Regions from separate parts of the Mus musculus genome. Here regions 1, 2 and 3 are each linked to region 4. A link is a contact called in public Hi-C, HiChIP or PLAC-seq and promoter capture Hi-C data. All regions are on one chromosome and are shown on one strand. The core of a region is the stretch at or near the end of the contact, and the rest is flanking DNA. Distances in the headings are between cores, read along the strand shown. Region 1 holds the start of Chchd4 (coiled-coil-helix-coiled-coil-helix domain containing 4). Region 2 holds the start of Lsm3 (LSM3 homolog, U6 small nuclear RNA and mRNA degradation associated). Region 3 holds the start of 1810044D09Rik (RIKEN cDNA 1810044D09 gene). Region 4 holds the start of Tpra1 (transmembrane protein, adipocyte asscociated 1).

Region 1 (7,348 bases), core at 4,535-7,034, 2.6 Mb after region 4:
CACTAAGCCTCCCCAGGGTGCGTCTGGGGTCCCTCATCTCTCACCGTGCTCCTCATAGGGATCATTGGGGTCATCAGCTACCAGCTCGGCACTGCTAGGAGTTTCATGGTCTTCTTTGGTCACAAATATGATCCGATCCTTCCCTAGGGTTTGAAGCAAAGGAAAAGATTCATTGGGGGGGAGGGGAAAGTAAAACACAGAACAGCCAATCTGAAGATGGTCCCCATGTCTCTCCCCAATCACTGACTAACCAGCCCAGTGGTCACTGATGAGAGGCAGCAAGAATGAGAGGCACTCAGGTGTTGGGTTAACCAAGTTTTTTTATTTGTTGTTTTGTTTTCTTGTTTTTGCTCTGCTGGCATAATATTGGTATTGCCCTATGACCTACCACCGGCCTTATATTTGTGAATCCTTGTCCTTCCACACCAGCTCAGATACTTGAAGGTCAGACATCCCTCTATGCCTAGAGGTAATCTAGAATTGTATCAGAGGTTGTTTTGATGCTGATTGGCTGTAATGAACTGAGGCCAACAGCTGGGCAAGAAGCAGGGGGTGGAACTTCTGAAAGAGAGGGATGCTGGGAGAAAGCAGAGGAAGATTCTATAGTGGGCACAGATGGAGCAGAGAAAGGTATAGTAGTGGGCAAGCTAGTCAGGTTAAGTTAGATGAGCTAGCATGGGACACTGCCTAAGCTCTAAACTATTGTAGAAGCCTCCATGTTATTATTTACACAGCTATATTTGGCATCCAACCTTTCCTCAGCACCCACAATGCACAGGGACTCATCTGTTTCCATGGTGGTCACTTGGGGAAGACTTGGACTGACTCAATCCTAGATCCCTGTGGCAACCACCCCCTCCACCCACCATTCCTCACAGGGACTGGAACCTCCCCTGCACAGCATATGACTGACACCTGACCTGAGCACTGAGCATCACAATAAAGGAAAGAGAGACCCACCCACTCCAGCCCAAGTTGAGGAGGAAGAGGGAAAGGAAAGGACCAATGTCTTTCCTGAGCCTTCTGACAGCTCACCCTTACCCCAGGGCACCTGGGATCACTGGACCCCCATACAGAGGGCACACTGGAAGACTTTCAGGCCTGAGTAAACCTGCCCCGAGTAAGGCTGCTACTGTGAAAGCTGAGGTCAGGCTGTGGACAGGTGACTCTTTGAAAGCTGCAAGCACTGTGCCCACTCCTCCACCTACATTTTAGAAAGGTCAGTTCCAGGCATGTGATGGAAAAGTAAGGCAAAATGTTGGGCCCATGCTAGACTGGAATACCCAAGGAAGAGGTCTGGAGAAGGCAAGTGAGGGGATATGTCTAAGAGATTACCTTAGTGAAAAGGACAGTTTAGGTAACAAGTCTCGTGCACTGGTGGATAGTGGCAATGGTTAGGTCTCAGTACATAGGACTATCCCCCGGTGATTCAACCTGGGCTCTCTGCACCGAGGCAGTTTTGGTCTCAGCACCTGACACTATGCCAGATTACTCCTCTTACAGATAAAGAAAGCACCTGGACAAGGCCACTGGGTCACCTTAGAGTACCTAGTGACCCCGGAGATTCTGGCCAGTTTCCAGAACCCCCAAAAGCAATTTGCATAACTGCTGAGTGCTAAGCAAAATGGGCAGACTTGAAGCTCTCAGCTCAGCCATGACAGTTGTGACCTGGGCTGAGCACACACCCAAACGGAAGGGGACAAACCTGGACAAGTTTCTGAAATACCTGGGCCAGTAGGTGATATATGCAGAGGCCAGACCTCACCCAGTAAAGCACAGACCCTCTGGCTTACCCACATGGCTCCTTGGCTCCTGAACACTGACACCCAGACAGACTGGGAGGAAGCAGGTTAGGACTCCTTTACATCTGTGAGTTGCTAGCCCTCACACCCATGCAGGGGCAGCTCTCCTCTAATCTCCTTTCTTAAAAGGGAACCAGAAGCCCACAGGTGCTAAGAAACAAACTTAAGCAAATAGTAAGGCCAGAGCAAGGGTGTGACCTGTGCTTTGAAGGATCCTAAGTGTGTCCCTTTAAAAATACTGTGCACCGCTAGCCTGGTCCTACTAGACCTCTGCTTTCTGGAATGTTTAAAAGTACATGCCAGGGGGTGGGGTGTGACTCTGGGCTAGTATGTGCCCTAGGTTCCATCTCCAGCATGGTAAAATTAAAAATAAGAGCAGATGCAAGAAGGGATACAAAATCAATGCTGATTTACTTGTTGAGACAGGGTTTCCTATGTAACCCAGGCTGGCATAAAATTATGATCTTGCCTTGGCCTCTTGTGTTGATAGGATTTTGGGTGTGAACCACCACAACAGGCTTGAAGTAAGGGCTTTTGTTTTTAATTTTTTTTATTTATGTGATTTATGGAAATGCTGTGTGTAAGAGTGCAGCTCTTGGCATGGGTGCTAGGACCCAAATTCAGGTGGTAAGGATTAAGAGTTTGATATCTGAAGCTGGGTAGGTGGGTCTCTGTGAATTCAAGGACAATCTGGTCTACAATGATGAGTTTTAGTCTAGACAAGACTAGACAGTGAGAACCTGACTCCAAATAGAAACATGAAAGTTTAGGATCGGGCTAGAGACAAGGCTCAGTGATTGAGAGCAGTTCTATGGGATCCCATGTCCTCTTGTAACCACCCCAGACACCAGACACACAATTGATGCACCTATATACAGTCAGGCAAAACATTTATATGCAAAAATTAAACCTTTTTTAAAAGGAAAATAACTATTATACCCATACACTTTCAATACTTTCTGCTTGTATCAGGACTTGAGGGGGAAGCAAGTCAGAGCTTACATGTATCAAGTGGAGAAGAACTGACTAGGGTAGGGAATGTCTACAGAAAGTGGGGGTGGAGGGTGGGGTGGGAAATCCCAGGGTTGGGAGTCCATCCGGGGATAGGATAGTTTAAAAGGACTGGGGCCATCACCCAGTCTGTAGTATGCTGGCTGAGCATGCTCACAAAAGTCCAAGTTTGATCCCTGCACTAAATAAAGGAGGCACAGTAGCCCGCACAAGTCCTAAAAGAGGTAGAGGAAAGATTAGGAACTCAAGACCAAGTGAAACCTGAGGCAAAAGGTGGCTCTAAGAAGCCAGTGTTCATTCTCTCCTGGTCTGAAGACTGGGAAGGGTTTGAGGAAAGAGCATCTGAAATGGTCTTCCAAGCCCTGGCAACCCCTGCAGAACCTCAGTGTCTCAGCACAGTTCCTGCTGTCTGTAACTACCCATCCATCCCGGAGTGCTTTAATGCCAACTTCTTCTTGTTCTGTAAAGATCCAAAGTGCCACCTCACTCAGTGCACATCACACTGCAATAAAAAAAGTTTGCTGAATGAACAGAAAGAGGCAGGCTGTTTATTATTAGGAGGAAAGTAAGGAACCATGTGTGGAATTGACAGAAACACCAAGAGCACAAGGCCAGACTGAGGCTTCATCCACACGGTGGGACTCTCTTAATGTCAATGAGGTCTTTAACCTGGAGACTGACTAGATGTATGGACTGTTGACATAACTGTCCAGGCAACCATTTGCCTAATTAGAATGGTGGATAGGCATGAGCCTGGGGTCACTCTATTAAATCCTGAACACCCACAGTATACTAGGCCTTCTGCCATCTCTCAGCTTGGTGGGAGATAATTTCAGTGTGTTTATAGAGACACAAAGTATCAGGGAAGACCTGGTGGCATTGAAGCTGGGTTTTTTGCTTGTTTTCTTTCTCTTTTAAAAAGATTTATTTATTTATATGAGTACATTGTAGCTGTCTTCAGACACACCAGAAGAGGGCATCAGATTCTATTATAGATGGTTGTGAGCCACCATGCGGTTGCTGGGAATTGAACTCAGGACCTTTGGAAGAGCAGTCAGTGCTTTTAACCACTGAGCCATGTCTCCTGCCCATTTCTCTTGTTTTTTTTTTTTTTTTTTTTTTTTTTTTTTTTTTTTTTTTTCCTGAGACAGGGTTTTCCCTGTAAAATAGCTCTGGCTGTCCTAGAACTCAGAGGACTCCACACACCTCTGCTTTCCAAGTGAGGGATTAAAGGCATGTGCCACCACGCCCGGCTTTGGGCTGGTTCTTAAAGGATAAGTTAGCAATTCAGAGAGCTGGAGGAAGAAAGCACCTGACAAAGGGCACAGCCAGAAGAGCTGAGGAGCAGGAGGAAGAACATGAGACTGGAAGAATAACACCGCATGGTCTCCTAAGTCCTTACATACTATTTTTTGGTTTGTTTTTGGACAGGATCTCACTATGTAGCTCTGGCAGGCCTGGAACATGCAATTTATTTTACACTGGCCTTGAACTCACAGAGACTGTAGGTAGCGGCATGTGTTTTTAATTCCAGAATTTGGGACGAAGAGAAGAATTTGAGTTAGGGGCACATACTGAGACTGTCTCAAAAACGGAGAACCACTAAACACATACACACACACCTTTTGAACCAGGAAGAAGACGGGCTCTATGTTGCATTAGCAGCTGATGGACCCATCCTCCTTCCTGAAAAACCCGAGGTCTGTAAATCCATCAAGAGGGGTAGAAATGTTTATCTGCATAGCCTCCTTAACTCAAAGACTCGTCATCAACCTACCAACTAGGTTGGAGGAAACAAAAGTCATCCTAGGAATCCGCCTAACAGTGCTGGGTCAAGGACTTTCGTATGCGGAACACCAAGTGCTAACCAACAGAAACAGTCCTCGGGAGAGGCACCAATGATGATGCTGGGAAGGAGGGGGTTCTACAGCGGACTGGGGCCTTCTAACTGGATGTATGGCCTTGGGTGGATCACTTCCTCCTTTGTACCTCATGTTCTCTAGACTTAAGAGTAAAGGAGCTGAGAATTCTGGGTGAACCAAGTCTCTCTGTAGCTTTGTATTCTCAAGAGCCCTCCAACTCTTTCCTGCCTTGGGCACGTGCTTCGTGAATACCAGAGTAAATGACGCCTGATCTCTCAATTTACAGGAGTGGAAACTAGGGCCTGGCGGGTTTGGCAGCTCAGACATAAGAAGCCAGTCAGTGCTGGGAGACCTTAGAGCAACAGATTGGTCTGGATTCTTCTGGGTTGCTGCTTACAGGTAACAACAGGTAGTGAGTGGTCCTCAACGTGGCTAGAAATGACGGAAGAAAGGAAGCTCTTTCATAGCGGGTCCCGGTTTCGTGACCTGATGTGGGTTCCTGGATCGAGTAACCTGTCTTAATTTTCCGTTTGATAAGACGTGGACAGTAAGGGAACCCGACATATAAAAATGGCTACGTTAAGTTTAAAAGCGTGCCTAGTACACAGAAGGCGCTCACTAAATGCTCCTGCCAGATGCACTTCAGCACGCCCACTCTAGCCCAAGCGGTAATTTTTCGGGATAGCTAAAAAGCCTGGGCGGGATAGAACCACGTGGGGAGTGCTAGGAGCGACGGTGTCTAATTCCTAACAGTCCCCGATTCCCAGCCAGAGACAACGTGCTCCACACTGGCCAGGCCCACGTGAGGCCCTCCGAGGCCCGGGTTCGGGCTTCACCTTGACCTTGGACCGGCCTCGTTCCTCACGGAGCCTCTGCCTCTCTCGTCTGGAAACCGCCGCGTGAGGCCCACTAAAGGGCCCACAGCCGCTCGGTGGAGACCACTTGATCGCGTGTCTCTCGCAGGCCCGTCCCGGCCGGTCTCCATGGCAGCGCCCGACTCACCTTCCTGCCGGCAGTAGGACATGGTTGTTCCCGACAGTCCTCTGCAGCTCGCAGAGGCAGCGGGCGCGGCTGGAGCGGATACACCTTCTCGCCGTGACCTCCCTCGCCGCTTCTCAGGCCTGGCGGGTGGCACTGAGGCCCGCACAGACCCGCCCCCTCCAGGCCTGCCCGCCGCGCGCCTGCCTCCGCGCGTCCTAAGCACCAGAACCGCTTCTCAGTCGAAAACTACACTGACCAGCAGCCCTTGCGCCTCTCCAACTAGACCGATACTACATTTCCCAGAAATCTTGCAGCGCGCACGCGCACCAGTGAAATACAGTGGTTTGTAATTTTGTGGCGAACGTGTCAGACGTCGGACTACATTTCCCAGCAGCCCTTAAGATGCGCACGCGCAGACAACTTGAGGCTTAGGCAGGGCGGTAACTTTTGTCCTGCGTCCCGCCAGGTCCTGGATTCCACGAGAAGTCTTGCAGCTCTGTGGCAGACAGGAGGTCACCGTATTCTGCGTTCCGGTCGTCAGCCCAATTCCTAGCGGAATAGAGCAAGACGGCGGCAGCGAACCAAGCCCACCATGGCAGCGAACGTAAGTGCTTCCTGATGCCCGGGTGACACCATCATCCGGGCCGCTTTTTCCCTGGATCCGCGCTGGGTCTTACAGGGGTGCTACCCCAGTGGGTGCAGCTGCCCTCAGCTCTCTGAGCTTCTCCATCTCGGGCTGCGCGTTTGTGGGCCTCAGCAATTAGTCGAGTCCGCTCGTGCACGGCTGCTTCTTCCACTCCTAGTTTCTCTCTGGGCCCCTGGGGATACGAAACTTGGGGAACTTGGGGAACTGAAGGACCACGGGGAAAGTGTCTATTGGTGAGCAGACTGATGAGGTGATCCTGCCCAGGTGGAACTGTCCAGCAAATGCTTCTTTGGTCTTCGCTCCCTAGGGGGTGTGTACTCAAAGGCTGTGTGATGCTACTGTAGCTGGACTAGCCTGGCTGGATGACGTGGAGAGGGAGACTTTTCTCTGCTGCCGGGTTCCTGGTGCACTGATTTGGTTAGAGCCCCTAGCTGAGGATAGTTCACCCAGACCTCTGGCCTCTTCCTACTGCAACTAGTCCTTAAGAATTTTCCTAGTGAATCTTAACATTCATTCAACAAACGGAGCAACACCACCTACTAGGGGACTGGGTGTGGGAGAAGCCGGTGAGTCACCAGTGCCTCTGGTGAAAGCGCCTCTGAAGCCATCTCAGGAGCACTGCCAGCCCCAGGCACACCCTTACTCCCTCCTTGGTAGAGTGTCACTACAGCCCTCCTTGGGCCTGTTACACCCTCTTCCCAGGCCCCTCCTCAGTCCGGCAGACTTCACCTCCTGGGAGGCCGGAGTTTGTTTCACCCACTGTGCAAGCAATATCTGTTTGGCATATTGTCTGGCCCTGGCAGGGGAAGAGAACCAAAGGTTAGGAATGCTGCACTGGAGCCAGAGGAGAAGGCAACCAGCAGGCCAGCCTGGCAAGAGCAGGCAGACCCCTTCTGATCCATCTCATCAGCGTCATATCTCACCGTTCCCCAGAAGAAGACACCTGCTTGGGGGCTCGTAGCCAGCTTGGCATGCTACATCCCCAGCCTGGGAAGGTGCTGATGAGGGCAGACTTTGGAGACAAGCCCGGAGGCAAATCCAGATTC
Region 2 (6,647 bases), core at 9-2,508, 2.6 Mb after region 4:
TCAAAACAAGAATATTTGGAAAGGAGACAGAATTGTGACAGCCTCTAAATCCTGTAGGAAACCAGCTAAGTGAGGAAGATGCTATACTTGCAGAGCGCAAGTCTGAGGGGGTTTTAGATAAGAAGACAGAGGCATGAGGTTTTGTTGTTCTACATCCGTTTGGCTGCTAGATGATGACCTGAGGCAGACAGATGAGAGGAAGCCAGAAAAGAAGCAACGTGAAGTTCACTTACTCAATTGTGGACAGGATCTCCAGCTATAAAATTAAAGAGAATTAGGTACAGATTTCATTGGTTCCGAAGCTGACTGGACTTGCTGCCGAACTGGCAGTTAAGAAAAGGTGTGATTTATTGAAATGGAACAACTGGAGGATGGATTTGTTTAAGAGGGAAGATGGAAGTTTTGCTTTGTTCAAGATCTAGGTAAGAAGCGCATTCTAGCCAGGGCGCAGTGGCAGACACGGGTTAATCCTAGCTCTAGGGAGGCAGAGACAGGTGGATCTCTTGAGTTTGAGGCCAACCCGGTCTACAAAGTAAGATCCAGAACAGCCAGGGCTACACAGAGAAACCTTGTCCGGAAAAACAAAGCAACAACAACAAAGCACATCCTAAACTCTGGAGTTACACTGGATGGCAGTCGGGAATTTGGAGAGAGATCTCGCACGCACTAGAGTCTCCCTCCGTCTTGGTTTTGGGGTCTCCTTGAGACACCTGGTAACTGCGAAGCTTTCTGCTGCTCAGCCTTCAACACTTGCTTAGAGGCTGAACTTGGCTCTAATGGTTAACAGAGGGGTTTAAGGCTGATAGCAGAGGCCCTCGGGGACGCCGCGCACCCGGCCGTGGAGACCTTGCCACAGGCGCAGATCCGCTCCGCCGCCCGCACCAGCCTCAGCCACCACTGCCTGGCATGTTGCAGACTCGGCCTCTCACCCGCAACGCTCTCCTCGTGCCGGGCTACTTTGTTGTCCTCGGTTTTCTGGCCCCGCTTCCGCCGCCTTCCGTCTGCGGTGCGCTTTGGGGCCATGCTAGCCAGAGGCGTTCCTCGGGACTACCGCGCAGGACGCCGCAGGTCTCCGCGTGCCCGCCCCGCCCGGAGGCGGGCCACGCCTGGCCGCGCCCCCAGCCCAGGGTAGGACCACGCCCTCGAAGGAAGCCCCGCCCCCATGCAAACTACGAGGGCGCGAAGGGACAAAAATAATATAGTTCGCCTTCAGTGCGTGGCGGCCTAAGGTTTCTGAGTTCCTGTTCCCGCGAGAGGTGGAAAGGGCGCAGCGTTTGAAACATGGCGGACGACGTAGATCAGGTAAGTTTGACCTGAGGCGTTCGAAGAGGAAATGCTTTCGCTTCTCGCTTTTTCCACGCTTCCCGTGGGATGGCCCTTTTCTTTTTTTCCGAGTCACCACGGCCTTCCGTAGCCGGGCCTGCTCCTGAAACCTCCGTAGGCCCAGAGTTTCTCAACCCGCCCGTCTACCCATCGCGCTCGTCGTCGCCCTTTCTCTGTAGAATGAATGCAGGCGGCTGGAGATGCCCATCTCTGGGAGCTAGCTGTCGGGATTCCGACAGAAAGCGGGAGGTCGTAGCAGGACACCAGTTTAGCAATCCGAGTGAACACGGGGGGCACAGGCAGTGGTTCCCTTGGAGTGAATTACGAGGGGAGGTCAGAGGAAAGGTGCAGTTCTAGGAGATGGAGAAACTGCTAGAGATGGAGTATGAAGAAAACAAGCAAAGATCTGGTACACAGGCCAACAGAAGGGCCTACGGGCCTCTGCACCTACCCTTCCCTATTTCTTAGGTAGCTGGTGTACCTTGGCCACCAAAATGTCTTTCACACCCTCACATGCACACACAGCCCCTGCACACACACACACACACACACACACACACACACACACACACGTACGTACGTGCTACCCTACTGTGTTTCTCTCCAGAGCATGTTGTTTTAAATATGTATAGCCCCTGCACACACACACACACACACACACACACACACGTATGTACGTACGTACGTGCTACCCTACTGTGTTTCTCTCCAGAGCATGTTGTTTTAAATATGTATTTATTTAAAGTGTTTCTTCCACAACTAGAGTGTAAGTTCCTTAATGGGGATTTATTGGGGCTGGAGAGGTGGCTTGGCAGATAAGAGCGCTTGCTGATCTTGGAGACAACCCTGGTTGTGTACTAGCACCCACATGCTGCTCTCTCAGCTGACCAGTGATTGAAACACCACCCGGCCTCTGTATCCTATGAGTAAGCCTTTGCCTTTCCTCAGCAACAGACCACCAATACCGTAGAGGAGCCCCTGGATCTGATCAGGCTCAGCCTGGATGAGCGAATTTATGTGAAAATGAGAAATGACCGAGAGCTTCGAGGCAGACTACACGTAAGTCTGTTAAAACATCTCAGAGCCAGAGGCTGCATCCTACCTCCTTACAAATTAGAACTGCAGTGTAAACTTACTTTTTTGAATTTCTTTTGGGAATTGGAAAATCCTTCTATTCACTTTTAAAATATGTTTTCCTTAACCAGAATGGTTTTTTAGAGAGGGGTGGGACTCCGGTGAGACAGAACAAGGCATCTGATCCCCTGGAGCTAGAGTTACAGACTGTTGTGAGCTGCCTGATACGCTCAGGTCCTGTTCAGGAATCCAGTGCTCTTAGCTTGAGCATCTCTCCAACCATAGAGAACACTTTCGTTTCCTTCAGTTTTGTCTTCTGCTTATTTATGAATAAACTTGTTTGTTCTCTTGGGTTTAGACAAGGTCATACTAGAAAACCTGGCTAGCTTCAAACTCCAGCTCCCTCTGCCTCTCTCCTGAGAGCTGGGATTACAGACATGCTCTTCATTCTTGGCATTGTCCTGGATTTTTTAAAGTTATTGGATAGGGTATTTTAGCTTTTGACATATAAAGCTCTGTTTTGTCATGAAAAGAATTAAATAGCAGGCTAGAGATAGTTTGCCTAGCATGCGGCAAAGCCCCTACCCTAGCACTACCCAAAAAAAAAAAAACAAAAACAAAAACAACTTCATAGAAATGGGTAAAATTAAAGGCGAAGTTCCATTTTTCTCTATGTCTGACCACTGTTCAAAGTTGGCTGCATAGTCGTCTGCATGTGTATATGCCACCTGTGTCTGAAGGGGAGCCTAGTGAGGAACGGAGGCATGTGCCATGGTTCCAGTACTTAGAGGACCAAGGCAGGACGATCATATATTTGAGGCCAGTCTGGCCTACATAGTGAAACCTTGTCTCATATGTACACACTTTTTTCACATGTTTTTTGTGTGGAATAATTACACAGCTGACACAACGCCACAGGATACAGGATTCTGTGTCAGACTTCAGTCTCCCCCCCCCCCCCCAGCTATAAAGCTGCAATGGGTACTTTCACAGATATTGCTTGTGCACATTTATATGTCTGAGGAATTGGTCCCATCATTGTGTACTTAAGGTTTTGTCTCCTCTTGTTACTTCCCTCAGGGCTGTTTGTTTACAACAGGAATTGAAATAAGTCTTTTAGTTCAGGCTTAGAAATTAGAAACAACCCTCTACTGACAGTGACAGAGCCACTGTAGGGGACCAGGCCATCCCACTTCAGTCTCAGTCTTAGAAATTCATGTTCTTTCATGAAACCCAAGGATAAAGAATTGATCTACAAGCTGGCCTTGTGGGAACAGCAGTGTCAGTTTGGTGAGAAATGTGGGATGATGCTAAATTGCATGGCACTCTGGTGCACGGAATGATCCCCAGGCCAGACTGTGGCCTCTAACTTGGAGTTGTCTGCAGCTCTTACCTCTGCAGTAACGGCCCAGCTTTCTGTTTCCTCCCTGCTCTCCAGATGAGTTGCTCATTTGTGTAGCTGCCAAGCAGTTCCTTCCCAGTGTGGCTGTTAGGCTATTTTTAATCTTGATATGAGCAGGCAAAAGCGCTTAGCACTTTGTTAGAAGAACATGCAGTGGGTTCTGAACAAGCCCCAGGAGGTTTGCTGTTTAGTAAAAGGAATGAACTTTGGAGATTGCACTGAACACTGCGGTTGAAATCCTTCCTGATTGAGCCCACAGATGCCAAAGCACGTTAAATTCTGGATAAGTTATAAATGGGCAAAGTGGAGGTGGGACAGATGGTTGGTGGGTAAAGTGTAAGGACTAGAGTTTAGCTCCCCAGCACCTGTGGAAACACCAAAGCAAGCTGGCTAGCTAGACAGTCAGCAAGCTCTTATGTTCGACCGAGAGGCACCATCTTAACACATTATGTGGGGAGCAACTGAGGAAGGCATTCAGCTTCAACCTCTGGCATCCACACACATGTAAACATGTAGTACACATGTACACCACACACATACCCATGTCCACAAAAATGGGTCAAATTTTGCTGCACCTGTTTTGTTGTGAGCATCGAATGACAGTGTCCTTGCTTGAGAACCATGGTCCTATCACACAGCAAGTGACAGGACTTTATGCTGCTTAGTATCTCAAAAGAAGTCTGACAGAATTTGCTGTTTTTTCATAATAAACTATTGTGACTGGTGGGACCGCCTTGGGTAACAAGTGAAGGCGATGCTTAAGTGTTCTTGGGTTGCATTGAGTGGACTCACTTTTTATCATAAGCAGTATTGTCACTGGGAATGGCTTGTAAAGACATGATAGGCTAGCACAGAGGGTGTTTGTTATTTGCATGTAAAATTTTGGGTGTAAGTATTGAACCTGTTACTTAAAATCCACTTGTATCTTTTGAGCCATGTTACTTGTTTCTCATATCTCACCCTCCCACTTCAGGCTTATGATCAACATTTAAATATGATCCTGGGAGATGTAGAAGAAACTGTGACAACGATAGAGATTGATGAGGAGACATATGAAGAGATATATAAAGTGAGTCCTGCAAGTCTTTGCTTTGACAATGTCAGTTCTCAACATGCAACAGCTTAACACATATTTGTGGAAAGCCCATTATGTTCTGGCACCTACTTAGGAACGGTTAATAGATTGTATAACTAAAATGCAAGTGTTTTTGGAGTCACACAACCTGTTTTTAACACTGATCTTAAAGACAGCTGTATCACTAAAGCCTGCCCCAACATGGGTGACAGCTCACAAAGCTGGAACCTGGCACACACTGCACAGCCTAGAGGCAGCTCAAGAGTTTGACAGTGCCCTTTCCTGTCAGCTGAATTGGTCTGAGCCTTTGCCTCATGAGTGCTGGGATTAAAAGCTTGTGCCACCACACCAAGCCCACAAATGCAATAGTTTCTTTTCTTTTTAAATTTAAAATTTATGTGTCTGGATGTCTGTGTATGTCTGTGTACCATGTGCATGCCTGGTGTCCAAGGAGGCCAGAGGAGGTCATCAGATTCCTTGCAATTAGAGTTATAAACAGTCACGAGCCACCCTGTGAATGCTGGGAATTGAACCTGGGTTCTCAGGAAGAGTGGCCGATGCTCTTAACTGCTGAGCATCTCTTCATGGTCTCTACGAATGTGTCATGTGCCTTGACTACACACAGAGGCAGGACAGACTGGTGCTGTAGGTAGTATCTACAGTCCTTATCATGCAGCACTGTGGAGAACACGACATTGCTGCCTTATATCGCTCGTTACCTTTGAGATGGGAAACCAGACAGCAGCTTCCCCTTGGCCCGTTGTATGTTTTGCCCTCTCTCAGCTGACATAACTAATGAACAGGAACATTTCCAAAATAGGAAGGGGCCTACAGACCACTAGGATTCCCAGAGTTTTCCCCTCACGGTGTTTATGATTAACTCCTGAGTGACTGGATTGAGACCAACTAGCTAATAGGAAGACAGAAAGTGGTTGGCCCTGTTCTTTTGGTTCTCGGTCCACCACAGTTAGAGTATTGCTCTTGTTGATTGCTAAAGTGTTTTGGCTCTAGCCCACTTTTCCTGCTGTCCATCATGTTCATCCCCTTCCTTCACCATATAGCCCACAGTGTGGTTAACTGACAGGTTGCTCTTGGTGATGGCCTCTTTGTAGCAGAACCATCTTGACCTCATCCTAAAGCACCAGTCCTCACATAATTACAGACCTTTTGGAAACCAAGGAGACAGCGTCTCTCTCAGACCACCCTGATTAACCCTACCCTTCAGCAGCTGCATGGTCTTTGCCTGAGGACAGAGTGGTTTTAACTGAAAAGCTTATTCATCACAGCTTCTTTTGTACTTACATAGTTGGGCTTAAAAGCATCTGGCTTTGTTTCTTTTTGTCTTCCTGATAACTAGCCAGTTCTTGCCTGATCTCATTTTTGTACTGCCCTGTTGAATGTATCTGTCACACCAGAGCACTTACAAACATCTGGCTTTTTCCAGCCTTCGTCTCCACAGTCTATAGGCTCAGGAGGTTTTTGGCTCCAGGTTCTGCTAACATTTTACCAAGGCTTAGTGATGACTCCAGATGCACCATGTTTGCTGACTGCCCAAAGCCTGACCACTGAGCTAAAGCCTTGGAAATTGTGTTCCCCATTCGCACCCCCAGGAGTACAGAGAAGCAGGTGTGATGACTGGGCTCACTGGAGGCTGAGGCCTGGCCTACAGTCAGCATAGTGCTAAGTTGGGGACATTAAACTTCTACCCTCCTGTTCCTTGAGATCTCAGTGTACAGGGTCCATCCATTGGTAAACAGTGACTACCCATTGACA
Region 3 (6,829 bases), core at 2,369-4,868, 2.5 Mb after region 4:
GTTATTAACCATCTGGAGCTCTCCTTCTGAAAAAGGTACTTGCAAATGGGCAGTTTTATCTCTTCCTTTCCCACCAACATTCCTTTCATTTCTTTTCAGTATTTCTCCCATTTAATGTTATAGGGCCAATGAGATGGCCCAGCAGGTAAAGCGTGATGACCTGGGCTTGATCCCAAGAGAGAGACTAGAAGGAAAGATTGGATTCTTACAACTTGTCTTACACAATTGATTTCCACAATTGTGTTGTGGCATGTTTAGAAAAACTAATGGAAGGAAGGGAGGGAGGGAGGGAGGGAGGGAGGGAGGGAGGGAGGGAGGGAGGGAGGGAGAGAGGTCGAAAGGGAGGGAGGGAGGGAGGGAGGAAAGGAAGGAAGGAAGGAAAGAAGGAAGGAAGGAAGGAAGGAAGGAAGGAAGGAAGGAAGGAAGGAAGGAAGGGAAAATGAAAGAAAATTAGTTATTGCACTAGACAAGATTCCAGCTTGGCGCTGAGTAGGAGGAGCTTGGCCTGTAAGGAGGGACAACTCACCACATCCATGACCTTCCTTCAGCGAAGGCCCTGGGCTTCTACTTGTTTACCGTGGCATTGGCTCTCCGGAGTTTCCTAAGTGTTCTTTGGCAGGCTGGGGTAGTGTTCCTCTATTGCTTGTTTTCTCACAAATTGGTCCTGGATTTTACCAAATGCTGTTTCGGCATCAGTTGATAACAATTCTATGTCTCTTCCTTGAGCTTCTGAGATGGACTCTATTAGTCGATTTTCACCTTCCAGCTGGTTTAAACACCTGGAGTGACTCACACTTGCTCAAGGTTTGGAGTCTTCTCTGGTTTCACTGTCAGGGTGATTCCTTCTCAAAATGAGCAGGGCTTCTCTCTGCCTTTATCTTCTGAAAAAGTTGGTAACACACTGACAGTGCTGCTTCTTTAAATGTTTGGTAAAATTCATTAGAGAAGCCATTTGGTGATAGGTTGTTTTGGTTGTTTTTTTTTTCACATTATTCATTCATTCAATTTTCCCAGTGATATAATTCCATTATACTCTCTATTTCTCCTCTGGTAGTTTTAGTGCCTGAAGGAATTGATCAGCTTCATCTAAGCCTTTAACAATTAACTTTTAATTAAAAGTTTACAAAGAGAGCAAAAATACAATGCAGTTAATTTACAAATGCTTTCTTTAACTATTCTAAAAGAAAAATCAATACAGTTTCATTGAAAGTCTTCCAGAGAATAATACTGCCCCACTGCCACTTTTTGTTAAAACATTATGACTAAGATATATATGTATATCTTATGTTCCACATTGCCCAACAGAATCCTCTGATATTACTTGACTTATGACTGTTTAATAGGTACTAATTATTTATTTGCATTTGCCATCTAATCATTAAGTAGAAAATTCTTAACAATATAGAAATAAACAGCTAAGACAATTTTCTCCCAAAACTTTCTAAAAGAACGCACTTTTTTCCAGTTTAAATATTAGAGTTTGTACACTCAGTATTTTAAGGAAATGTCCTAGTCTATACAAAAAGACAATACATTGGAACAAATGCTATTTTTGAAGGAATACATGCATTTTTATTGTTTACATATAAAATACTGTAAGGGTCAGCCAGTGCTGGCCCATTATTAGCAGTCTTGGAAGCATTCTAAGCATATTCCTAGAAAGTCATGTTATCAACAGTGGTAATCCCTCTCGCAGCATTTTGATGTGTTGTCCTTTTAGGAACCTAAAATTGATTCCCATTTTTTCGCTGTTGAAATTCTGTTTCCAGTTTTTAAATGATTTTCCTCGGTTTCTTTCTATTACTTTACTGTTTGATTTCTAATATTCTCAGGAGGAAGTTTAAATTACTGGCACCAGATCTTTCTTCTTTCCGGGGTACACAGCTAGTGTTACAAATCTACATGTGGACCTTGTTTTTGCTGCAGACCACAAGGTTGGTGACTTGGTTCCATTTCTTCCTCCCCAGTTCCTTCTTTGTCCCTTTTATTTTCAGGAATAGAATCCAGGGCTTCGCTATGCACTAGACAAACACTACACCACTGACCTCCACACCCAGCCCCTTTTTCCAAATTTATTTTTGACTTCTTTTAAGTTCACATTTAGATCTGACTTGCAGTTTGGAAGCTGCACAATTCACAATTTGGAAATCATGGGAAACACAACCAATAACACCTATAAACCAAATCTGCATGTGAGGATGGATGGGGTGGGGGGCTCCTGTCATGCATAGGGAGAGGACCTTTGAGTCTACTGCAAACTCACGGGAGGTACCAGGAGTCTCACCAGATAGGAGAGGCACCACTACCATAAAACAGACCTCAATTGACTTAAACTAGGGATCAGTCTTAGAGAATAGATATGAGGGACAGGATACTAGAATCAGACTGAGAGAATGGTTGGGTGTGTGCCCTGGGGAGTTAGGTCTGTGTGTTTGTGCTGTTTTGCCATTCATCCAATGATGGACACCCACACTGAGTCCATGACTTAACAAGTGCTGTACAGGAGTTTATATTCCTTCAGGCGTGGCACAGTCCTGGGCAAGTTATGAAAGGAGTCAGATTAAATCTCTAGATGTTTTCAGGAGAGGCTGCCAGCCCTAACAGCTGCCACACATCCCTCCATATACACCCCCACCACAGATGATGGCTTCTGTGTAGTCCAATGAGAAAATTTTCTTCTTAGGGTACTTTTTAAAACATTTTTGAGACCTGTATAATTAGTCCATTTGTGTCATGAGAAAACTTCGTTTCAGCTGTTTGTTTTTTCAATAAGATGACTTTCCTTAACAGGCAAAAAAGCAGTACTCATCTTTATTATTGATTTGAGATAGTATATATATATTCAGGAAAGTTGTCTTAATTTCACATTAATTACATACATTGCTTTCCTCCTTTATCTTTATACATAAAATAGGCTGTTGATATATCTTGAAGAATTTTAAAGGATATTAAATGTTTGATTAAAAAAAAAAAAGGAGTTCGTGCTGAATACCTGTTCTCTCAGCGAACACTCACTCAATCACAAAGCAAATGTCAGTGTTTCTTCTGGAAAAAATCTTATCCAAAGTTTACAATCAAAATTACAAATGGATGGGATTAGCTCTTAAACATACTAAAAGATGTATCATAGATGTAAAACCAACTGTTTTACAGTTTTCGAGCTCACTCTCATGTGGTTCCACATACTCTGGTTCCAGGAGTTAGTGCTACGGGGCCTGCTCACTCACCCCACAAAAAAATGAGCGATAAGACTGAGGGCGGGAGGTCATTATGAGCTGGTCGCCCGGGAGGGCGAGTTTGGACCGTGCAGTACCTTGCTAGCTGAACAGGACAGGGTTAATGTCTAGAATATACAAAGACTCAAAAAATGAATACCTAGAAGTCAAGTGATGGGCTACGGATATGAGAATACAGTTCTCAAGAGTGTTCAAACGGCCAGTTCCACCCGAATATGAACCGACAGCTAGAATGCCAAGGTAGCTGCACGGGACCTTCCTGCTAGACTGAAGCGCTAGCAATGGAGAAGCTGGGCGGAGCCTCCAGTGCAGTAGCGGCGACGGCGCGGTTACATGACGTCATCCTGAGGCGCTGGCCAGTAGCGTCATCAGTTTGAGCCGCTTTCCTTGCCTTGGTCCCTGAGAACCGTCTTCCGACCCTTCCTCCTTCGGTGCTGACTGCTCCCGCGGCTCTTTACGCTGAGATGTTTCACTGACTTCTGCCTGAGATCTGGAAAAGGAACACTGCCCAATAGATGAACATGTGTGAAAAATAACTTCCAAGGAACATCATGGTACTAAGTATCAAATGGAAAGGGAAAGCGAGCAGGCATATTTCTGCCATGGCAGAAACAGCTCTCATAGGCTTCAGAAATAGCCTCCTCCCCGCCGCACCCCACCCCCACCCCCGAGTTCGTCTTCCTCCTGATGCGGGAGGCTTGACTCCAGGTGTTGTTTAGTTTCCTTATCAGTAGCACGTGATGGGGTTCACATATCCACTGCCAGGTCTAGTGGTTGCTGCTTGTTACTAATCCCGAGGCTATCCTCAGATCCCTCATCTCTTCCGCTTTCTTACAGTGCGCAGGGACTGTGCTAAACAGAAAACTGTCAGTCACTGCGGGAATGTGCCTCCCTGATCGCCGCGATCGCCCGCTGCCGCAGCTGTTTCTCCTTCACACGCATAGGCTCCCTGTCTTGCATGGGAGGGAGCAGACCCAGGGGACACCAGACCAACTTGAGTTCACATGGGTTGACTATCCACACCTCTCTCCTCTGTCTTTGGTATCCCGTGAAGTGTGCTGTGTCTCCTCTACCCTGTGATTCCTGTTCATCTCAGGAAGCAGCTGAAAGGGTCAGGAAGGTCCTGGGACATTAAACTACTGTTTGGATGATGTTTGTCTACACTCATTTTCTGGGGAATGATGCGGCTGCCAGACCACGTTAGTGGTCAACTGTCAGGAGTCACATGTGTCCTGAGTCCCTGTGGCCTGAGGGCTCCAGCTATCCCTTCAGTTCTTGGCACAGAGATGTGCTCATGACTGCTGAGCAAGGACAGCTCACAAATCTGTCAGGTTCGAGAGCTCTTCTGCTTGACCCCCTCACTACAGAGGAGGCATCTGGGACCTCACTGCCTCTGGATGTACATCCACTATCCCTCTTCCCAAAATCCCCACAATCACACCTGGACTCATGCTTCAGGTTTCTGTCCAAGGGCTCCAGCTCCCTTATGGCTGGTCCTGTGATGAGGCAAACCATCGTGGTGGCTGGTGAGCAGAGTGACTTGTCTTAAGGTGGACAGAAAGCAGAGAGAAGGAAGGGACCATGATCAAAACATACCCATACAAGTCACTTACTTTAACAAGTAGGCCTACTTTTACTAGTTCTGCCATTTGACAATCACCATGTGAAATATCACCCTAAGTAGTTGTATATAGCCTGTAACTCAGGGCCCACAGGCATAACAGGAGCTATGAGTATTATCCAACACATCTGTACATACTGTCAATCACGATGTCGAGATGTGAATGGACACCCCTGGAAAATACCATTATATCGGACACAGTCAGGTATGTGTGTTTCTAAAGTTCCTGGGCATCTCTCAATCCTCACAGCCTGGGGGTCAGTGATGCAGACCATCAGGAGGCCCTGGGAACCGACAGACAGAAAGGACACAAGTTTTCATGTAGCCTGGGCTAGAGTGAGACGCTTTCTCAAAACAAACAAAACCCAAACCCTCAAGAGCTAATGATACAGCCCAGTGGTAGAGCTTTGCCTCCCATAAGCCAGGCCCTGTAGTCGAATCCACAGTCACACATACCACCTCACTTCTCCCCCAACACAAGTGTAGGCAAGTGTGAGCATAAAAGTTACAGAGACTCTTAGGAGGAGTCTGTACATTTCCCCTGTGTGGCTCGGTTTCTATGCCTCAGACTGGGTGGGGGCCCCTCCATTCTGCTGAGGAGATGTGTGTTCACAGTTCATTCACCCAGTTTGTGTTCATTTATTCATTCCCTGCTCAGCACCAGGTCCTGGAAGGTAAAACATGGGCCCTATAGATTCTGCTCATCAGAGATCATCACCTGCATGAAGCCATTCTCAGCTCCACTCCATTCCTCAGCCCCTTCCAGCCTCACCCAGCCACCATCAGTGGGGCATCAGCTTCAAACACCCATCTCTTGATCACTGTGAGATACTGCAGCTGTTGGTTCTAGCCATGGGGTCCTGGTATGACCAGGTTGATGGAAGGACCCAAAATGGAGCAAAAACAAGAGACGCGAGAAGCAGATGGTCAGAGGGGGCAGCATTAGGAGAGAAAACACAAGTATTCCAGTGTCCAGATGAGTCTTTCCCAAGCTTTATGCTACATTAGTTCCCAGGACTCATGCACATGCATTCTACTTTGTAGACAGGATGGCAGTTGGTTGCATTACAGAGGAATCCCACAGATCTGCTACTGGGGCCTTGCAATTCTCATTCTTATGAACTCAGCCTTGACAAAAGCAGGCTAGCCTGACCTGGAGTTATCTGGTGGTGATTGTAGGTTTAGATTTTTTTCAAAACCTACTTTATTTAGGGTTCTTAAATGCTTCAATCTCTCTTCTAACCCACCGACCAACAGTAGGGGAAAAGAAGGTTAATAGGAAGAGTGTTGTGGATCTGTTTAGAAGTTGTTCATTGGGGGAGATTCCACTCTTCATTGTCAGCAGTTCAGTTCAATAGCAAACACCAAACACGAATCAGTAGGAGCAGCATGATTCAAAAGAAACAGCAAGGCTCCACCAAATTGGCATGACTCAGCAGAAGCAGACATTGGCTGGAATACCATAAGAAGTTCTTTGGTGCATTTCTCTCTGGTGAAGATCAGCTATGAAGACCAGTGAAGAAGCAAAGCACTGCATGGTGTAGCAGTGCAAGAGTGTCCTCTGTTTGCAGGGTTCTTTTTTTTTTGGGGGGGGGGGTATTTATTTCTTTTACATTTCCAATGCTATCCCAAAAGTCCCCAACACGCTCCCCCCACACACTCCCCCACCCACCGACTCCCACTTCTTGGCCCTGGCATTCCCCTGTACTGAGGCATATAAAGTTTGCACGACCAATGGGCCTCTCTTTCCACTGATGGCCAACTAGGCCATCTTCTGATTCATATGCAGCTAGAGACACGAGCTGGGTGGGGGGGGGGCGTAATTGGTTAGTTCATATTGTTGTTCCACCTATAGGATTGCAGATCCCTTCAGCTCCTTGGGTACTTTCTCTAGATCCTCCATTGAGGGCCCTGTGATCCATCCAATAGCTGACTGTGAGCATCCACTTCTGTGTTTGCCAGGCCCCGGCAT
Region 4 (6,522 bases), core at 2,931-5,430:
AAAAAAAAAAAAAAAAAAAAACAAAACAGAGTAGGAAAGCCGGGCCTGATGTCACAGGCATGAAATCCAAAATACCTAGAGGCTGAAGCCTGATGATCGCCAAGTTCAAGGCTAACCCGCACTACAGAGCGAGTTCAACCCCAGCCTGGGTTACTTAGTGGGACCCTTTCTACTTTCTTTCTTTTTGAGGAAGGGTTTCTCTGTGCAGTTTGGCTGCCCTGGAACTCACTCTGTAAAACTCAAAGACCCGCTTGCCTGTAACCCCCTAGTGCTGGGATTAAAGGCATACGCCTCCCCGGCCCAGCTATGAGACTCTCAAGAGAGAAGGGATGCACGCAGCTACGTGGTAGCCGGCTTTCCCTACATGCGCGGGGCTCTGGGTTCCATTTCCTGCAGCCTCACCACCATAAGTGCGTGTAAACCCGGGGCCTAGAGACACATGAGGAGAGCAGAGACGACCCGTCCCAGACTGGTGCAGGTAGCCCCGCACTCAAGCCTGCCACTAGAGGAAGATACCGGCCAAGCTAGCCGAGATCGCTGAATACCGCCCGCCCGGGATCAGCCCATTCCTCACCGCCATGTCTGCGCTAGCTCCACCGCACCAGCTGCCACCGGTTTTCGCGCGAAAACTAGACCACGTGACCCGCCCATGCCCGGGAAGCGCCGGGAGGACTCAGACGTCACTACGTCCTCGTCAATCTAGAGCGGAAGGAGGGCTAGAATGTTTGGGCACGCCCACACCAGAAAGCCCCGCCCCGCTCCCCGCCCACAGCTTTCAAAAGGCTGAGCCCTCGCCTCCTGCACACCTAGGCTTAACCCTTCAGCGTTTACCACGCTAAGGCAAGGAAGCGGGACTTTGGGTCACTAGTGGCTCTGAGGACCAATCCGGCCTTCTAGAGTGTGACCTAGGTATCTAAGTGTCGGTATGGCCACTTGTTGCAACTGAGACTGTTTCCTGATTTCTTTTTTTTTTTTTTTTTTGGTTTTTCGAGGCTGGGGTTTCTCTGTGTAGCCCTAGCTGTCCTGGAACTCACTCTGTAGACCAGGCTGGCCTCGAACTCAGAAATCTGCCTGCCTCAGCCTCCCAAGTGCTGGGATTAAGGGCGTGGGCCACCACTGCCCAGCTTGTTTTCTGATTTCTTCCTGATTTGGCATCAACCTCTCCCAAAGCACTGAGGTTCAATCCTTCAAGCACCCAGGCTGCTGTGGGCTTTTATCAAAGTGGGAATCAATTGTACTTGGCTGCAGTTGGCAAAGGTATGGGGAGGATGTTCCAGGTGAAAAGGGCCTGGTGCGTGATGCAGTACAGCGAAGGCTGGGAGTATATAGGGATTACCACTCCCTTGGTTCAAAGCTTGTAATGCCCAGGAAAGGTGGGAGAGTTCAGACTGCAGATTAGCAGTCTGTCTAGGAGTTGGAGCTCTGTCCTGACATGAGGTCACCTGAGGGATCTGTTAAATCGAGGTGTAGGATGAATCAGTAGCTACCACCTGACGAGGTGGGCAGAGACAGGCTGAGTGCTTCCAGTGAGAGGCCTGCTACTGTTCCTACAGTCTTAGGCATCTGGTTCTCAGCTACTGGGCAGGATGTGACTTCTGCTGTATGCACAGCATCAATAATCCCACACAGAACCTAGTGTAGGGCAGAGAGGAAATCAGGAAGGACGCTCAGAAAGGGGGATCTGCAGGCTTTATAGTACAAGAGATACCCCAAGGTGCTAAAGGGTATCTTAGGGAGATGGGCTAGTATGACCTCTGAGACAGGAATCCACACCCTCTTGTCTGCTGGATGCCACTGTGGTACCCAGAGCTGCTATCGATGCAGGAAGGTACTGCATCTATATGCCAGAGACTCAAAAATAAATAAATAAAAAATAGAAAGCATATTATGCCACCATAATAGGATATGTTCTTTGAAAAGCTGACTGTGTCCACCATAAGCCCCTAGGCCCCTACAAGTTCCAATGATATGACAAGCACCCAATTCTTAAAAAAAAAAAAAACAAAAAACAACTTATCTTCCTCCTTTATAGAATCTCTCATTACTGGTCTGCCATTCCATGCTTACCCATCCTTACTAGCAGGGTGTCATGGACAAGATAAACCAGAGCCACATTCTGTGAAGAGTCCAAGTAGCCTGGGCCTTGCTAGACCTGGTGACAACGGAGAGGGGTAGAGTCACCACAGGCCTGGAAGGACCCTGCAGGTGGGTAATCCCTTTACTGTAATGGGATAGAAAGAGGTGTGGTTTGTAATTTTGAAAGATCAGAACAGCGAGTGAGATTGACATAGGGAGGGTCCCAGTGTCCCAAACATGCTTTAGGTTCCCAAGATGGGCACAGCTGTCCATACCCTGCACTGGTGCAAGCCAGGAACACTACCTGACCGATCCCCATTCATGTGACTTCCTGGATGCCACACTGTCCTGTATGCAGAGGCCACAGTGATGGAGGAGCAACTGCCTCTGCTGCCAGAGGGAAAGAGGCATTCGATGACCTCCATCACTCAGCAAATGCCGTAAAAATCTCCCAGACATCACACATGGAGCCCCGAATTCCAGAGGGTCAAGTGCAGAGTGACATACTGTTACTGTTCTTCTGAGACATAGCCCTGGCTAGCCTCAAACTTGAGACGATAGTTCTTTATTTTTATTTTTATTTATTTATTTATTTATTTATTTATTTCAGAGACAGGGTTTCTCTGTGTAGCCCTGGCTGTCCTGGAACTCACTCTGTAGACCAGGCTGGCCTCGAACTCAGAAATTCGCCTGCCTCTGCCTCCCAAGTGCTGGGATTAAAGGTGTGTGAGACAATATTTCTGTCTCAGCCTCAAGAGCACTGGGATTACAAACATATCATCCCACCACACCCCGTTTGCTTAGTCCCTAGGCCCTTGTGATTGACAGTGGGGTTTGGGGACAGGTGCTGGAGAAAAGGCTTAGTGGTTATGAGCATGGTTAGAAGCCCTGAGTTCAATTCCTGTGGCCTTTTTGACACCTGGAGGTCAAGGAGGGCCTAGGACATGTATTTTGCTATTATTCCTAAACAGGGCACTGTATTCTCTTGGCAGGAAGTTGGGAGCTCTTGATGGTTTTCAGGGTGGCTGTTACAGACCTTGTAGGCGCAGGCAGGCACAGCCAGCTTCTGTGACTAAGACCAAAATGGACAAATGGGACTAACCTGGAAGTCTCAGGGATGCTAAGTCTCGGACCAATCACAAAGAGGCCCAGAGTCATTCCAGCCCCTGTGTGACCAGGACGGGGCAGTCCTGGGATCCTATAATAAACAGGTGCCTACATCTTTAACCAGCACTGAGGCACCTCTAAGGTGTTGCTGAGACACACTGCCCCCCCCCCCAATGCCTGAGGAAGGGGTAGGCAAGTCAATACCTACTCTTGAGGGAGAGCCCAGGAAGCTCTCTGTGAAGAGAGAATGTGAGAAGACAGGCCCGAGGTTGCATGCAGAGAAGCCCAAGGGCAGCCACAAGTTTGAAAATACATGGCCTATAGGGCAGATCCTGTGGCCGGCCAAAGGTGCACAGGTAAGCAGATGACCTGAGATGAGGCCTCCAAGTTGCCCTGGGGGTGTCCCACAGGGAGGGAAGGCGACAGACAGGAAAGACTGTCCCTCTGGAAGGCACCTGCTTAAGCAAGAGATCTGGTCTGGCCACTTCCTAGCTGGATGGCTTTGGACTTATTCCCTTAACCCCTTCAGGTTTCTTCTGCAAAACGCCACTAATAGCACCCAGCCTTCAGGGTGACTGAGACCAGGACTGGAGCCCTGTAAACGCCAGATCCCTTTGAAGTGGGCAAGCACAGGGCGTCCGAGGAAGGGATGCCCTTCCTTCCCTCCTTCCTAGTCCAGGTGACCAGAGGTCAGTATTTATGGGGCGCCGGTCCCTTAGGCGCCATCCTCAAAGACATAGGGCGACCCGGTCGGAGGACTGGAGCTGTCCGCAGAAAGATGCGGGGCAAAGGCACAGCGTGCTCAGTACGCTTCCCGAAACGCTTTAGGGGTAAGCTGTGCAGAAAAAAAATTCTCCCCTTTGAAGTTTCCGTCACCCACACTTTGCTTTGCTTCGACTGCAGTCCCTTTAAGAGCTCCGCGGGCCGCCTCGCCCATCTGAGGAATTTTATTGGTCTGTTCCACTCCTGTGGGTGGAATCCCGTTACGATAGGCTGCTGGAGGCCGAGGGGGCGGGGATGAGTGCCACAAACAGGGGTTGTGACTGTTTTCACAGTTTTGCTTAGACGAAAAACACTAGCCAAGGCGCCTGAGAGTCGCCGCTGCCAGGGGAGGACCGGGGAAGTCCGCGGGTCCCGTGAGTCCTGCGCGCTGGCGGCGTCCGGCCACCTCTGACCGATCCACGTAGCATCTCAGCTGCGGTTCTTGCGCGACGCTCCCCGGTTCTCGCTACCTCGCAGGGGTCGGAGTCCCGCGGCCTGCGCAGCCCTGCTCTCAGGTAAGCGCGGCCGAGTCCTCATCTCCTGCTCCGCCAAGCTAGCGAGGAGGCCCTGCCCCTGCTCCTTCTTCGGGTTCGGGCCTACCGTCTCCTTCTGTCCCCGTGCCACTTGGGGTACAGCCGCAAGACAACCTTTGAGAAGTTTCTGGGGACCCTAGCGGTCAGGACCGGATCCTGGATGGAGCTGGACACCCGCCGCTCCGGGTGCAGCCAGAGCTCAGCGGCAGCCGGAAAGACCAGCCCATGCTCTGCCTCTGCCTTCCTGGCCTTGCGGAAGGAAGGGCAACTCCACTTAGCTCCGTAGCGAGGAGGGGGTGGTGGGGTCTGGGGTCCAGACACCCCCAATCCTTGTCCAGCCTGGTTGCATTGTGCTGGAAATGTGTGCGCGTCATAGCATTTTTTTGAGATCTTACCTGTTCTAGAGGGTTGGGTCACAAGACCTAGGACAGACAAGACACACAAGCATGTAAATACACCTGCTGCCGATGGAGTCCCAGTTCTATAAACAGCACACCAAAGAACTGGGTGGTGGTGGAGGAATCGGGAGGTGGAGGCAGGGGGGAAATCAGAAGTTCAAGACCTGCCTTGGCTTTTTGCAGAGTTGGAGGCTAGCCTGGGCCCAATGAGACCCTATCTTTAAAAACAATCATTGAAAGAACAACAGCCAGGTGGGCTAGATAAAGTCCACTTAGAGGGGGAGGTAATGAGTCAAATGATGGGATCAAGCTGCGGGTAAGCAAACACAAAGGCCCCTGAGGTAGGGGAGATATAAGTTGGTGGCTAAAGAAGGGCAAGAAGGATTGTCAGGAGGCAGAGGGCAGGTCACCTGGACCATCCCTTCTTCCTGTTGTCCACAGTGGCCTCTTAGGACACAATCTCTCCTCTATCACTGAGGCTGACAGATTCAGAGAGGCATGGAACTTAGCCTCTATCCTCTGGGGATTTCCTATGCTGCTCTGCAGCTAGATTTAGAGGCTTAGCAGCCTAGGAGGGAAGGGAGAGAACTTTGGGGGGCTGCTTGCACTGCTACCTTCTACTGGGTAGGAATCCCATAAAAGAACTCAGAAGGTTTGGGCAATCCCATTGCACAGATGGGAAAGACAAGCTCTCTCAACCTCTCCCAGGGCAGGGAGAGAAGGCCCTTGGGGAGGTGTCTGGGGTGTCCGAACAGGTCCCACCTAGGCCCAACAAGCTAGCCACAGAGGGTAGGAGGAAGGCGAGGCTTGAGTCGTGGGCAGGAGCCTGGCCTCTGGAGAATGCGCTGAGGTCAGAGCTGCCCTTTCAGGTTCACGGGTGGAAGAAACCTTACCTCAGTTCCCCCGGTCTCCAGAGGCCTGGGCTCCTCCATGATGCTCTGTTGCTCCTTCAAGATGTCATAGCTCTTCTTTGTCCCAGTCTGCCCCCTCTCCTTCCTCTTTTCCCTGGTGGGCCAGCTCCTTTCACTTCTCTATCATTGCATGTGCCCAAGGCCAGAAGATCTGGGGGAGAAGCCCTGGGCCCTAGGATAGAGGGTGGGGTCTGTGGATCCCCTGGGCCATGCCTGCTCCTCCTTTGATTGGGGTCCTGATGGTGCTTGTCCAGTGTACCTAGGAAGGAAGCACAGGGCATGGAGGCTGTGCACTGGAAGAGTGTCTAATGTGTTTGTTACCATTACTTCAGTTATTTCAGTAGCACAGTCATGGCAGTGCAGTGAACTTGACCTCCTCCCAGCCCCAGTACTGCTGGAGTAGGGGTATTTCAGGTTGGGAGTTTGTCCACTTGCTCAGGTAGAAAGGAGTACCTTGAGCTATTGCTAGGTGTAGAAGTGGCTATGATGTTGGGCTCTGGAGGGGACAGCTGAACTATGGGTCGCCACATCTGTGAACATTGTGACTCCTAGGGATGGGTTCCCAATCCTACAGGGAAGTGTCACAGGTGGCAGCTCACACCTCACCCTGTGTTCATTCCTTCAACCTGTTGCCTGTGTTCTCGTTCTCTCTCTCATGTATGTGAGTGTTCTGTCTGCATGTTCACCTGCATGTCCGAAGAGAGCATCAGATCTTATAACAGATGGTTGTGAGAC

Evidence for each region. A called contact is a pair of places that touch in the nucleus more often than the background predicts. HiChIP or PLAC-seq counts read pairs in DNA pulled down with a chosen protein or histone mark. Capture Hi-C pulls out chosen DNA fragments and counts their contacts.
Region 1: a contact with region 4 is called in a Hi-C map of B cells, with 6 read pairs. The contact joins the promoter of Chchd4 here to the promoter of Tpra1 in region 4. A contact is called at or near these places in 2 of 39 promoter capture datasets (embryonic stem cells and liver), 1 of 484 Hi-C or Micro-C datasets (B cells), 2 of 115 datasets of contacts at active chromatin or transcription factors (astrocytes and embryonic forebrain) and 3 of 9 other capture datasets (adipose tissue, embryonic stem cells and liver).
Region 2: a promoter capture Hi-C map of liver shows a contact between it and region 4, with 4 times the contacts expected there. The contact joins the promoter of Lsm3 here to the promoter of Tpra1 in region 4. A contact is called at or near these places in 3 of 39 promoter capture datasets (liver and pre-B cells), 1 of 484 Hi-C or Micro-C datasets (B cells), 2 of 115 datasets of contacts at active chromatin or transcription factors (astrocytes and thymic regulatory T cells) and 2 of 9 other capture datasets (adipose tissue and liver).
Region 3: an H3K27ac HiChIP or PLAC-seq map of thymic regulatory T cells shows a contact between it and region 4, with 8 times the contacts expected there. The contact joins the promoter of 1810044D09Rik here to the promoter of Tpra1 in region 4. A contact is called at or near these places in 3 of 39 promoter capture datasets (the 3T3-L1 cell line, liver and neutrophils) and 1 of 115 datasets of contacts at active chromatin or transcription factors (thymic regulatory T cells).

What each region holds. Positions count from the first base shown.
Region 1 is chr6:91,467,639-91,474,986 of GRCm38.p6, forward strand. It overlaps Chchd4 (coiled-coil-helix-coiled-coil-helix domain containing 4), which reads right to left and starts at 5,785. Exons shown (of 3, transcript NM_133928.2): 1 at 5,678-5,785; 2 at 45-143. The coding sequence starts at 5,699. It overlaps Tmem43 (transmembrane protein 43), which reads left to right and starts at 6,069. Exons shown (of 12, transcript NM_028766.3): 1 at 6,069-6,260. The coding sequence starts at 6,249.
Region 2 is chr6:91,514,777-91,521,423 of GRCm38.p6, forward strand. Lsm3 (LSM3 homolog, U6 small nuclear RNA and mRNA degradation associated) reads left to right here and starts at 1,259. Exons shown (of 4, transcript NM_026309.2): 1 at 1,259-1,302; 2 at 2,272-2,382; 3 at 4,773-4,868. The coding sequence starts at 1,282. It overlaps Xpc (xeroderma pigmentosum, complementation group C), which reads right to left and starts at 1,112. Exons shown (of 16, transcript NM_009531.2): 1 at 930-1,112. The coding sequence starts at 1,023.
Region 3 is chr6:91,437,369-91,444,197 of GRCm38.p6, forward strand. It overlaps 1810044D09Rik (RIKEN cDNA 1810044D09 gene), which reads left to right and starts at 3,619. Exons shown (of 2, transcript NR_038153.1): 1 at 3,619-3,790; 2 at 4,074-4,387. 4930471M09Rik (RIKEN cDNA 4930471M09 gene) reads right to left here and starts at 3,486. Exons shown (of 3, transcript NR_045980.1): 1 at 2,993-3,486.
Region 4 is chr6:88,898,071-88,904,592 of GRCm38.p6, forward strand. Tpra1 (transmembrane protein, adipocyte asscociated 1) reads left to right here and starts at 4,181. Exons shown (of 12, transcript NM_011906.2): 1 at 4,181-4,460. Mcm2 (minichromosome maintenance complex component 2) reads right to left here and starts at 710. Exons shown (of 16, transcript NM_008564.2): 1 at 575-710. The coding sequence starts at 580.